3 separate regions of the Mus musculus genome follow, and all the other regions are linked to region 3. A link is a contact called in public Micro-C and promoter capture Hi-C data. All regions are on one chromosome and are shown on one strand. The core of a region is the stretch at or near the end of the contact, and the rest is flanking DNA. Distances in the headings are between cores, read along the strand shown.

Evidence for each region. Hi-C and Micro-C count contacts between places; a contact is called where the count stands out from the background. Capture Hi-C pulls out chosen DNA fragments and counts their contacts.
Region 1: a Micro-C map of muscle stem cells shows a contact between it and region 3, with 2.2 times the contacts expected there. The contact joins the enhancer-like site here to the promoter of Bdkrb1 in region 3. A contact is called at or near these places in 2 of 39 promoter capture datasets (both in the C10 cell line), 2 of 15 datasets of contacts at CTCF or cohesin (large pre-B cells and pro-B cells), 2 of 484 Hi-C or Micro-C datasets (cortical neurons and muscle stem cells), 2 of 115 datasets of contacts at active chromatin or transcription factors (embryonic stem cells and large pre-B cells) and 3 of 9 other capture datasets (adipose tissue, liver and pancreatic islet).
Region 2: a promoter capture Hi-C map of adipose tissue shows a contact between it and region 3. The contact joins the promoter of Bdkrb2 here to the promoter of Bdkrb1 in region 3. A contact is called at or near these places in 7 of 39 promoter capture datasets (the C10 cell line, cranial neural crest, embryonic stem cells and 4 more), 1 of 15 datasets of contacts at CTCF or cohesin (pro-B cells), 3 of 484 Hi-C or Micro-C datasets (B cells, muscle stem cells and nephron progenitors), 1 of 115 datasets of contacts at active chromatin or transcription factors (embryonic stem cells) and 3 of 9 other capture datasets (adipose tissue, liver and pancreatic islet).

Annotation. Positions count from the first base shown.
Region 1 is chr12:105,544,786-105,547,838 of GRCm38.p6, forward strand. No RefSeq gene overlaps it. Among named protein-coding and RNA genes, the nearest start is that of Bdkrb2, 17 kb to the right of the region's middle. Within about 2 kb of position 1,611, at least 42 of the 459 cell types and tissues checked have an H3K27ac peak or open chromatin away from gene starts, as enhancers often do. A contact at or near this core is called in embryonic stem cells and muscle stem cells, where this site is marked.
Region 2 is chr12:105,561,589-105,565,028 of GRCm38.p6, forward strand. Bdkrb2 (bradykinin receptor, beta 2) reads left to right here and starts at 1,584. Exons shown (of 3, transcript NM_009747.2): 1 at 1,584-1,660.
Region 3 is chr12:105,602,667-105,606,008 of GRCm38.p6, forward strand. It overlaps Bdkrb1 (bradykinin receptor, beta 1), which reads left to right and starts at 1,425. Exons shown (of 1, transcript NM_007539.3): 1 at 1,425-2,845. The coding sequence starts at 1,511. The coding sequence ends at 2,515.

The DNA of each region.
Region 1 (3,053 bases), core at 361-2,860, 58 kb before region 3:
TTGAGTACCCTAGCATCCTCACTCTGCTCCTATTTCTTCAGCAAGTGCTTCCGTTAGAGGCAGTCAGAGTAGGATGTCCTTCTCCATCTCTCATCCTCACTCCAGACACCCGACCCCTCCTGGGGGCCACTCCTTTCTCCACTTCTCCACATGGCCCTGTACCAACACATTCTTCCCACCATAGCCATGAGGTCCCAGAAACGCAGTTCTGATCATGTGACACATTCCACTGATAACATTCTGATGTTAAGTGTCCTGGTCAACTTGACTAGGCGTTGGCGCCCAGCTATGTGGTCTGCTATTACCCGAGATGTGTCTGTGAGGTTAGCCTGAATGTGAGTAGCTTTGGAATCAGCAGGCTCTGAATAGAGCACATTGCCCTCTGTAATGTGGGTGGAACTTGTCCCATCAGCTGACGGCCCCAATAGAACAAAACACCAGGGTCCCTGGGCAAGACAGAATGCTGTCGCAGGAAGCTTTTGAACCAGGTCTTCAGCCTGGTGACCCATCTACAGATTTCAGACTTGTTGGCCTTTACAGTCATGAGCCAATTCCTTTCAATAAGCCTCCATATGTATATGTATGTATATGTATGTATATGTATGTGTATATGTATGTGTATGTGTATGTGTATGTGTATGTGTATGTGTATGTATATGTATATGTACATACACATGCACACACACATACAATTGGTTCTGTTTCTATAGAGAGCCCTGACTCTCTCTCTCTCCCTCTCTCTCTCTCTCTCTCTCTTTCACACACACACACACACATGCATGCATGTGTGCACACAGACAACCCTGTACACACACACACACACACACCACCCTCTGGGTCTGTCAGAGCTCTCAGACCCCTAGGACAAAGTCCAAGTCCCTTTCCATCGCTTTTTGACACTTTTCCCTCACTTGAGCACCCAGATTTGGTTGTAACACCCCTTGGACCCCACACATCTCGCTTTAAACTTCTGGCTCTCATAGACAAGCTGCTATTTTCATCCACCCATGAGCTGCTCAGGAGTCGGGTCACAGGGGCCTTGCACAGCTGCTTCATCTGGAAATCTATCCCCACTGCTCCTCAAATAAACCTGGCTCTAACGACAGCAACTGAGTGTCACTTCCTTTCACGATCTCACGCCACACTTATCCCAGAAGTGGCTCAACAGTCTTTTGTAATCACGCACATTTGAAGCCTGTCCCTCCCAAAACTGTACATCTCCTGTAAAAGAGCCAGGAAAGCCAGCTTCACTGGAGCCCCTGCCTGTGCCTGGGGCACACAGCAGGTTGAGCTCCATCTTAAAAGACTGAGCAGATGGTGTCTTTTGTCATTCCCGTGGGTGCCTCTAATTGAGTCCAGAGGGAGCGCTCTGCCTTCTTGGACCACACACTTTGATTGCATGGCTAACACTGAGATCAATTCCTCCACATTGCTCAACTTGAGTGATGACTTACAGAAAGCACGCTGTCGACACCGGCAACCCCACCCGTGACCTTTCACCCTCATAGGCGCTGCCGCCCCTCCCAGATTTCGCTTTCTCCCACCCACCTCATTCCCAACGCTTCCGGGTCTCATCCCAGCCTCCCTGTTTGCTTTCTATTGGCAGAGGTGAGTAAACTCACTGATAATAATTGCCTGTGTAACCTCTGTGGCCCGGGGTTGCTACCCTGGGAAGTTGGTGACTGGGCAAAGGATGTCAGGAATCCTGTGGCTGTGTGATGTCCACACTCACTTTCTTCTTCTGCATCTTGGCCTTGAAAAACCAACGAGGATCTAGGAAGAAAAGAAGAGAAAGGCAAAGAAACACAGAGAGTAGGAGGGAAGGGAGAAAAGAGAGAGAGAGAGAGAGAGAATCAAAGTCTTTGCATTCATCTGCTTCCTGGGGTCTGAGTTCTGTTTCATCACCGGGATGAAATTCATCTGGTCTGATGATACCAGTGTTTTTCCAGCTCCTAGCCACGTGGGAATCGTCATGCCTGAGTCAGAGACAGACTGAGTCCCCTCACCCTGGCCTCTCTTCCAACGGAGAAACCATGCTCAGGACATGGACCTGCTAAGGTCTAGTGACCCCTGTCCTCCTCCCCAAGAGTTGCCCCCTCGGCAAAGGCCTTCTGTCTCTCTGGGACCATGAGTAGGAGTGCCCTGATCCATTCGGTTTCTAAGATCACGTTTGCCAGAGGTCAAAACGGGCATCTTGAGCCTTCCAAGGGAAGTTCGACCCACAGGTTAGCAGATCGGTCACTGATGCTCCACACAGGTGAGGGGAACCACCCATCCGTTTTGGAAAGTGGGCTGGAAAATTCGGACTTGAGTCTCAGAAGAGCCAACAGCCGCAGCAGAAGCCAACACTGAAAAGCTCCCGAGGAGAAGAAAGCCACAGAGGCCACCAGGAAATAAATGCATGGGGTGGTGACAAGAACCTGAAAGGGACTTGGCCCAGGTATTTGGCCTCACCTGCTTGAAGCAGCCAACACCGACATGACCGGGCTCTGTTCTGCTCAGGCTCTGAGCTGTGCTGTGGTGTCCCTCACTTCCTGTCTGAGCATCCCAGCAGCTGCAGCTCATGATCCCTAGGGGCACTCACAGGGTGCAGCAAAGAATCACTGGGGACAGAGGCTCTATGGAAATCCTAGTGCAGAAACCATCCTCCTGTAAGTCCCTTGGCCCACATTTCTCAGATGGTTTAACTCCCTCCCTGCTAGGTCCTGTTGCTAGGCAGCTCCTAGCATCCCTGGCCATCTCAGATTCAGAAGATGTTTTTACACAGCTTTCTCCTTCCTGGCGTCTCTCCGTGCCCCTCCATTTCCCACAGGGTCACCCCTAAGTTGATGTCCTGCACACAAACCCTCCCTCTCTGTCTGCTTTGGAAGGAGCGCAGCCTAGTGCATGCTCTCTCATGCTGGTGATTCAGTCAGTGTCCCTCCTGCAAAAGTGCGTCCAGCTGCAGTTGGTGGCCATGTGTTGCCACTGGCTACCTCAGAGGGGTGGCCTGAGTACCTCTCACAGGAGACAGGCAGACACAGAAGAATGTGTTTGTGAGTTTCTGTCTCAGA
Region 2 (3,440 bases), core at 334-2,833, 41 kb before region 3:
AATAAACAGGGGTGTGGGTGTCTATAAGTTTTCTAGATTCGTCTGACAGCTGGACACAACAACATAACTCCAGGTGACTTACAAGAGAAGACTTCTTCCAGTGCCACACTAGCGTTCACGACAGCAAGTCAGACCAGTAGGGGCAGCTTCTGTCGGGGTGACAGATGGGGCTAGCTAACCTGGGAATTATCAACTCTGATGTTCTCGTGGTATAGGACTCTTCCGAGCTGCTGAGGATCTGGCTTCGAGGTGAAAAGGTCAAGTGCTTCCCATCAGAAAACCCAGCAAGAAAAGAGTTTGGAACGTGAACGGAGTCTGTCACTCCAGACCAACCAGCACTCTACAGAATGAGGGCAAGATAGTGGGGCTTTGGGGGAGGGGGGGCATTGTTCTTGGTTTTGAGTCTGCTTCCCAATATGGAGAGCTAAGCAGACCTCTGACTCTAGACCCTGCAGCCTTGGTTTCTGTGAATCACCACTCAGCTTCTGTCTGCTCTGCAAAGCTCATGAAGGACCCTTCCCTTGTGACCCTTCAGGGCTGTGGTGGTTTCCCCTGCACGAGTGGGTAGGCACACAGCATCATCTTAGCCAGATCACAGGCTCACTCACCCAAGTGGACCAGAGGTCCCATGCCTCGGAAGCTCCCTGTGGTCAGACAGGCCAGAGGTGCAGATGGGGCAATGGGACACTCAGGTCACAAGAGCTTTGACTCATTTCAGTCAGTCTGAAGCCAAGACAGGGTTGGATTCACGACCTCTGCCGCTGCCCCATCCCTATTTGGTCAGGGACAGGGGGACAGCTGCTGGAGCTCTGTCTGTGTGCATTCCTGGAACCCTAGGCTCTCTCTGGACTGGTCTCTGATCTTCCCTGCATCCTCCTCTCATCTGGAGAGGAAAGCGCAATGGGTCTTTAGCAGATCTTCAAAGAAAATGAAAAAAGACAGAGCTTAGAAGGAGAGGAAGAAACTGCTTCTAAATTCCCCAGAGGAAGTCCCGTATCTGGCAGGGGCCAGCACACAGCTCACTCAAGGACTTGGCCAGCAGTGTGTCCCTTGTCTGAGTTGTATCCTAGTTTCTGCCTCAGCACCCCTGGGAGTTGTGCACGGCCAAAGCAAAATAAAAAACACGTTCAGAAACCCTCCATCCCAACTGGCTGCCTTCTATTTACATCCTCTGTAAATGCCCACTGTTTGCACCTAAAACTCAGGAGCAAAACAATCACTTCAGGAGACCCTGTCACGGTAAACAGTGTTGTGTTAAACACAGGCATTCACGTGGTCTCCGTGGCTGTTCGAGCTGCAGGGGAAACATTTACCAGCCTAGGCTCCGGGACCCGACCATGGTCTGCACCCACGGGGGACAACCTGTGGCCATCCTGATTTGGCCTCCGCAGCTAGGAGGTCCAAAAGCACCACCGCTAAGAACTGCTGCTGATCCCGGAGGGAGCCTGGAGCTGATCTGGACTAGAGGTGGAGGGGGGAGGTGCCCAGGAGAGTGATGACATCACCGGCCAGCCCTTGAAAGATGAGCTGTTCCCCGTGCCACTCCAGCTTCGCTCCTCAGGGGAGTGGATAGTAGGGCTGTTGGGAAGGCGTGTCAGGCAGCCGCTGAACCTGGACCGAGGGACTCCCTACAACACAGAACCGGCTCGCTTGAGAAAAGGTGAGTTTCCGGCATGGGCTCGTTAATGGAGAGCGCAACTATCCCAGCTGAAATTGAGTCTCGGGGAACTGGAGGAAGATTCCTTCCTCCCCTAGGTCTGAGAAATGAAGCGAGGAAGGATTACAGATGCTTACAGGCAGGGGGTTTGCCTTGCCTGTTCCAGCTCATCTTTTCCCTGTGAGCGACCAGTGGTTTGAGTTTTATAGGTTTCATGTAGACACCATGGGCTAAAGGAGTGAGCGCCAGGCAGCAGGACAGGTGTCCAGAGTCCGGCTTTTTATTCACTGAGCCACTGATGGTATTTTGTGACCCCCGGAGAGTCGCTGTCACGTCTCTAGGCCTTGTTTTCTCTGTCTGCAAAGTGTTTGGCGGAGATTAATACAGAAAGGAGACTTTGTCTGTTGCGCCTCATCTGGGCCAGTGGTGGCAGCTTTAATCCACAAATACTTAGTGTCCCCTGCCCTGTTCTTCCATCAAGGTAGTGCTTATGGGTGAGCTTGGTGTGTTGTCTTGGGTTCAAATCGCAGCTCCGCTTTTACCCCATGGGTAACATAGTTGGCGAAGATTTTATATCTCGGGACCAGGGCCACAAAGAAGACTCGGCGGCTCCTTTTAATGCAGACAGAAATGCGATCTCCCCACGGCGGCGCGGCGCGCCACGTGTGCAATTTGCGTTACCCAGGTTGCTGGTTGGTAGCTCCGTGGCCTCTGTGTTGGGTGCAGCAGTGATGCTCGCGGGTTAGGCAGGTTAGAATGCGCCTTCCTGAGTCACAGGCTGCCTGTGGCTCTCTCCAGCCCTCCACAGGAAGCAGGAGCTCTGCCGAGTGTGGGTGTGGTGCCATGCCAGACACAACTCCTGGCCCTTCTGTGTCAGAGAAGGGCTTGTAGAGAATCTGGTCCCCCGCTGTGCCCTAACAGCAGTGTGGGTGTTGGGAACACCCCCACAGTTGTGAGACTCGGGAGCGGAGTTTGCTGTTTTCCTCCGCTTGGATCGGGGCAGGGGCAGGCAGGAAAGGGGGGCTGGAGAAAATATTAAAAGTGGAAAAACTCCTGTGCTTGCCTGGCAGTGGACCCTAGGAGTCCATGACAGCTCTATCCTGAACTTGCGCACTGCCGCTTGATGTGTTAGGGGGGAAAGAAAAATCCCCTGTAATCACACCCTGCAAGGCCCCCAGCACAGATGGGGAAACTGAGTCTGGAGAAGGTCACAACTTCACCAAGTCCTTCTTACATTGCCAAGGGACTCCCATAACTTCATGGGAGGCGGGCTGTGTCACCTTTAAAAAAATGAAAAGATGGATTGACTGAGCCTGTGTAAGGATGCTGCTCCAAGCAAACGGGATCAAACCCAGAATAACTGGACCGTCTGACTTCTGCTAACACAGTGACTGGCTGGACAAGAATTTCAGGGTGTCTTAGAGTGACATTAGGGCTACCCTTCTCTGCTGCTCAGGTGTGGCCTGTAAGGGACCACATGGGTCGAGGGAGAGTCATATAGATTGCCAAGGGGGCTCGGCTTCCAGAATGAAGGTGGGACCCGCACCTCTATATCTCAATCATGGGATGGACAGTTGACTGCTTTAGAACTGGGCCCCATAGCCGCTATTTGCTGAATACATGAATAAAGGTTTGCTGAATGGACAGCTGCAGTGCTCACACTGAGAGCACTGAGAACACACGGCCTGATGTCAAGTTAAAGCAGCTGGTTTGGGAAGCTGACATTGTGAGCACCCCGTGACATGCTGGAGAAAGCGCATAAAGTCTATGATGATACACATAG
Region 3 (3,342 bases), core at 175-2,674:
ACTGATGGATTCTTGGCTGTGTGTCCTTCACTGCTCAAATTCAAGATGGGTTGTCCTAGTGTGCTCCCAAGAACCTGTGGCCAAATCCCAGACCTCCTGGAGCCAACGGGGAATCAGGGGAAGCCATCACTCAACATCCCGCCAGGGGTGAGCCTTGAGAGTATTGGCCACACTGAAATGTGTCTTCAGGGCCTGTTTGCCAACACACAGCAGCTAGGCAAACTCAACAGGCCAAAAATGTCAGTGGAGAAAGTGCAAAAAGGTAGTCGAAGAACCTCCTACTATCCCTAAGCGAGCGAGTGAAAGGCGGCGCCACGGCCCCTTCCAAACCTCAGCCTCCTCTGGCTTGAAAGACTCACTTTTCGGGTAATCCCCTGTGACATCATGGGAAAAGAGGTGGTTTCATTTAAGACCAGTATGTGTCCAGAGAGCTGCCCAGGACAGAAACCTCCTAAGACAGCTGTCTCCATACAAAACCCCAGCTGAAGCTGTGAGCTCTTTGTTTTTCTGTCTGGGTAAGTCTATAGCAATCTGTTTTCTTCTCAGGACTGTTAAATGGAACCGTAGAGCAGGTCTCTTAGCAAAAGACAACAAACAGAAAGTGTTCTTGTTGACTTACGGCCTGGCAGAAGAGATAGGCTTCAACCGTTCATTTTAAAAGGATTTTTATCCTATGTCTGGTCTGTTTGGGTATGTTTCTGGGTTTGGGAGGGGGTGGCTTTTTGTTGTTGTTGCAGTTTTGAGACAGACTCTTTCCTGTTCACCCCCAAATTGCTTCAGGCTCCTCAGCTCTGGATATGCAGGTGTGAACCACTATACCCAGCCTCTGGTTAGGGATTTAACAATCCGTGTGTGTGTGTGTGTGTGTGTGTGTGTGTGAGAGAGAGAGAGAGAGAGAGAGAGAGAGAGAGAGAGAGAGAGAGAGTTGAGATAGGTCTCTACCTAGCCCTTGCTGTCCTGGAACTCACTATGTAGACCAGACTGGCCTAGAACTCACAGAGATCCCATCTCTGCCTGTGGGAGTGCTCTGTCTGACTAAAGGTGTGTGCCACCACGCCTGACCCGTTTTGCCTGTGTATATGTATGTGCACTGTATGCATGCAATGCCTGTGGAGGACAGAAGAGGACACCAGATCCCCTGGGACTGAAGTTACAGATGGTTGTGAGCTACCATGTGGATTGCTGGCACACAAACTCTGGTCCTCTGGAAGAGCAGCCGGAATTTTTAACCAATAAGCGCTTTCTCCAGCTCCTACTAGATCCCTCTTTTAACCTAGAGGTCAGTCCTCTCTTTCTCTACAGAAACTGGTAGTAAATATTGTCAGTTTTGCAGACTAGACAGGCTGTGCTGTGCCCGTTCTGGTCTGCCATCATAACGCACGAAAATCGTCACAGATGCTCTATATATAAGCATTGAGTATGGCTGTGTGCCAATAAAACTTTATTGTCTGGGATAGACCACAGCTGGGCTTGGCCTCCTATACTCTCTGTCAATTTCAGGTTCCTGTGGATGGCGTCCCAGGCCTCGCTGAAGCTACAGCCTTCTAACCAAAGCCAGCAGGCCCCTCCCAACATCACCTCCTGCGAGGGCGCCCCGGAAGCCTGGGATCTGCTGTGTCGGGTGCTGCCAGGGTTTGTCATCACTGTCTGTTTCTTTGGCCTCCTGGGGAACCTTTTAGTCCTGTCCTTCTTCCTTTTGCCTTGGCGACGATGGTGGCAGCAGCGGCGGCAGCGCCTAACCATAGCAGAAATCTACCTGGCTAACTTGGCAGCTTCTGATCTGGTGTTTGTGCTGGGCCTGCCCTTCTGGGCAGAGAACGTTGGGAACCGTTTCAACTGGCCCTTTGGAAGTGACCTCTGCCGGGTGGTCAGCGGGGTCATCAAGGCCAACCTGTTCATCAGCATCTTCCTGGTGGTGGCCATCAGTCAGGACCGCTACAGGTTGCTGGTATACCCCATGACCAGCTGGGGGAACCGGCGGCGACGGCAAGCCCAAGTGACCTGCCTGCTCATCTGGGTAGCTGGGGGCCTCTTGAGCACCCCCACGTTCCTTCTGCGTTCCGTCAAAGTCGTCCCTGATCTGAACATCTCTGCCTGCATCCTGCTTTTCCCCCACGAAGCTTGGCACTTTGTAAGGATGGTGGAGTTGAACGTTTTGGGTTTCCTCCTCCCATTGGCTGCCATCCTCTACTTCAACTTTCACATCCTGGCCTCCCTGAGAGGACAGAAGGAGGCCAGCAGAACCCGGTGTGGGGGACCCAAGGACAGCAAGACAATGGGGCTGATCCTCACACTGGTAGCCTCCTTCCTGGTCTGCTGGGCCCCTTACCACTTCTTTGCCTTCCTGGATTTCCTGGTCCAGGTGAGAGTGATCCAGGACTGCTTCTGGAAGGAGCTCACAGACCTGGGCCTGCAGCTGGCCAACTTCTTTGCTTTTGTCAACAGCTGCCTGAACCCACTGATTTATGTCTTTGCAGGCCGGCTCTTTAAGACCAGGGTTCTGGGAACTTTATAAGTGATGCACCTCTTTATAAAATGCCGGTATTGCCCAGTAGGAAAGAACTCTTCCAACTGTCCTGCTGGAATTGAAACAGCATTGAGCCAAGAAGCCTGGCTTCTTGACCAACCGTCTCTGCTATCATAGGGACCATCTGGTTGGCTGAGCCACAGCCCACAAAGATGCCGGAGGACAGAGTAATCGGAGGACAGGGTAGCCGGAGGACAGGGTAGCCGGGACCTCGCAGATGCACTTAATAAGGATCCGGAGATTAGGCTGATCCTGAAGCTTTTCAGAGGCAGAGCGAGAACAGCCACAGAGGTCCTTTTAAGATGGGATTAGAAAGGGCTGGAATGTGTGAGGTCAGAAGCAGAGGTCAGAGAATTGTGAGGAATGGACCACCAGCCAGGATGGCAGGCACCCTTAGAGGCTGGAAAAAAAAAAGAACACAGACAGACATCCTCTCTGGAACCTCCAGAAAAAAAAAAAAAAAAAAAAAAACCCAGCCTGGCCAACATGCTGACTTCAGCCGTGTCCCCCATGATGGTGAGAGAATAAAGTTGTGCTCTGATTTGCCAAGTTTGTGGTTATTCCTACAGCAACGGCAGGAAACTTATACAAGCACCCAGCAAGCGCCGGGTTTTATGCTTCCATTCACCCAGACCTTCCTAGGCGGACGCTGAGGAGGGCAGAGGTGAGGTAGCTGCAGACCCAGCCCAGAAGGAGCTTGCAAAGCTCTAAGTGACCCTAACTCGGAACAGGGAGCTCCACAGGCTGCAGACAGAGCAGCTCCCAGGGAACAGGTCAGTTCCTCCCGAAGCTCCATGTAGGGTGGACGCTGGGGC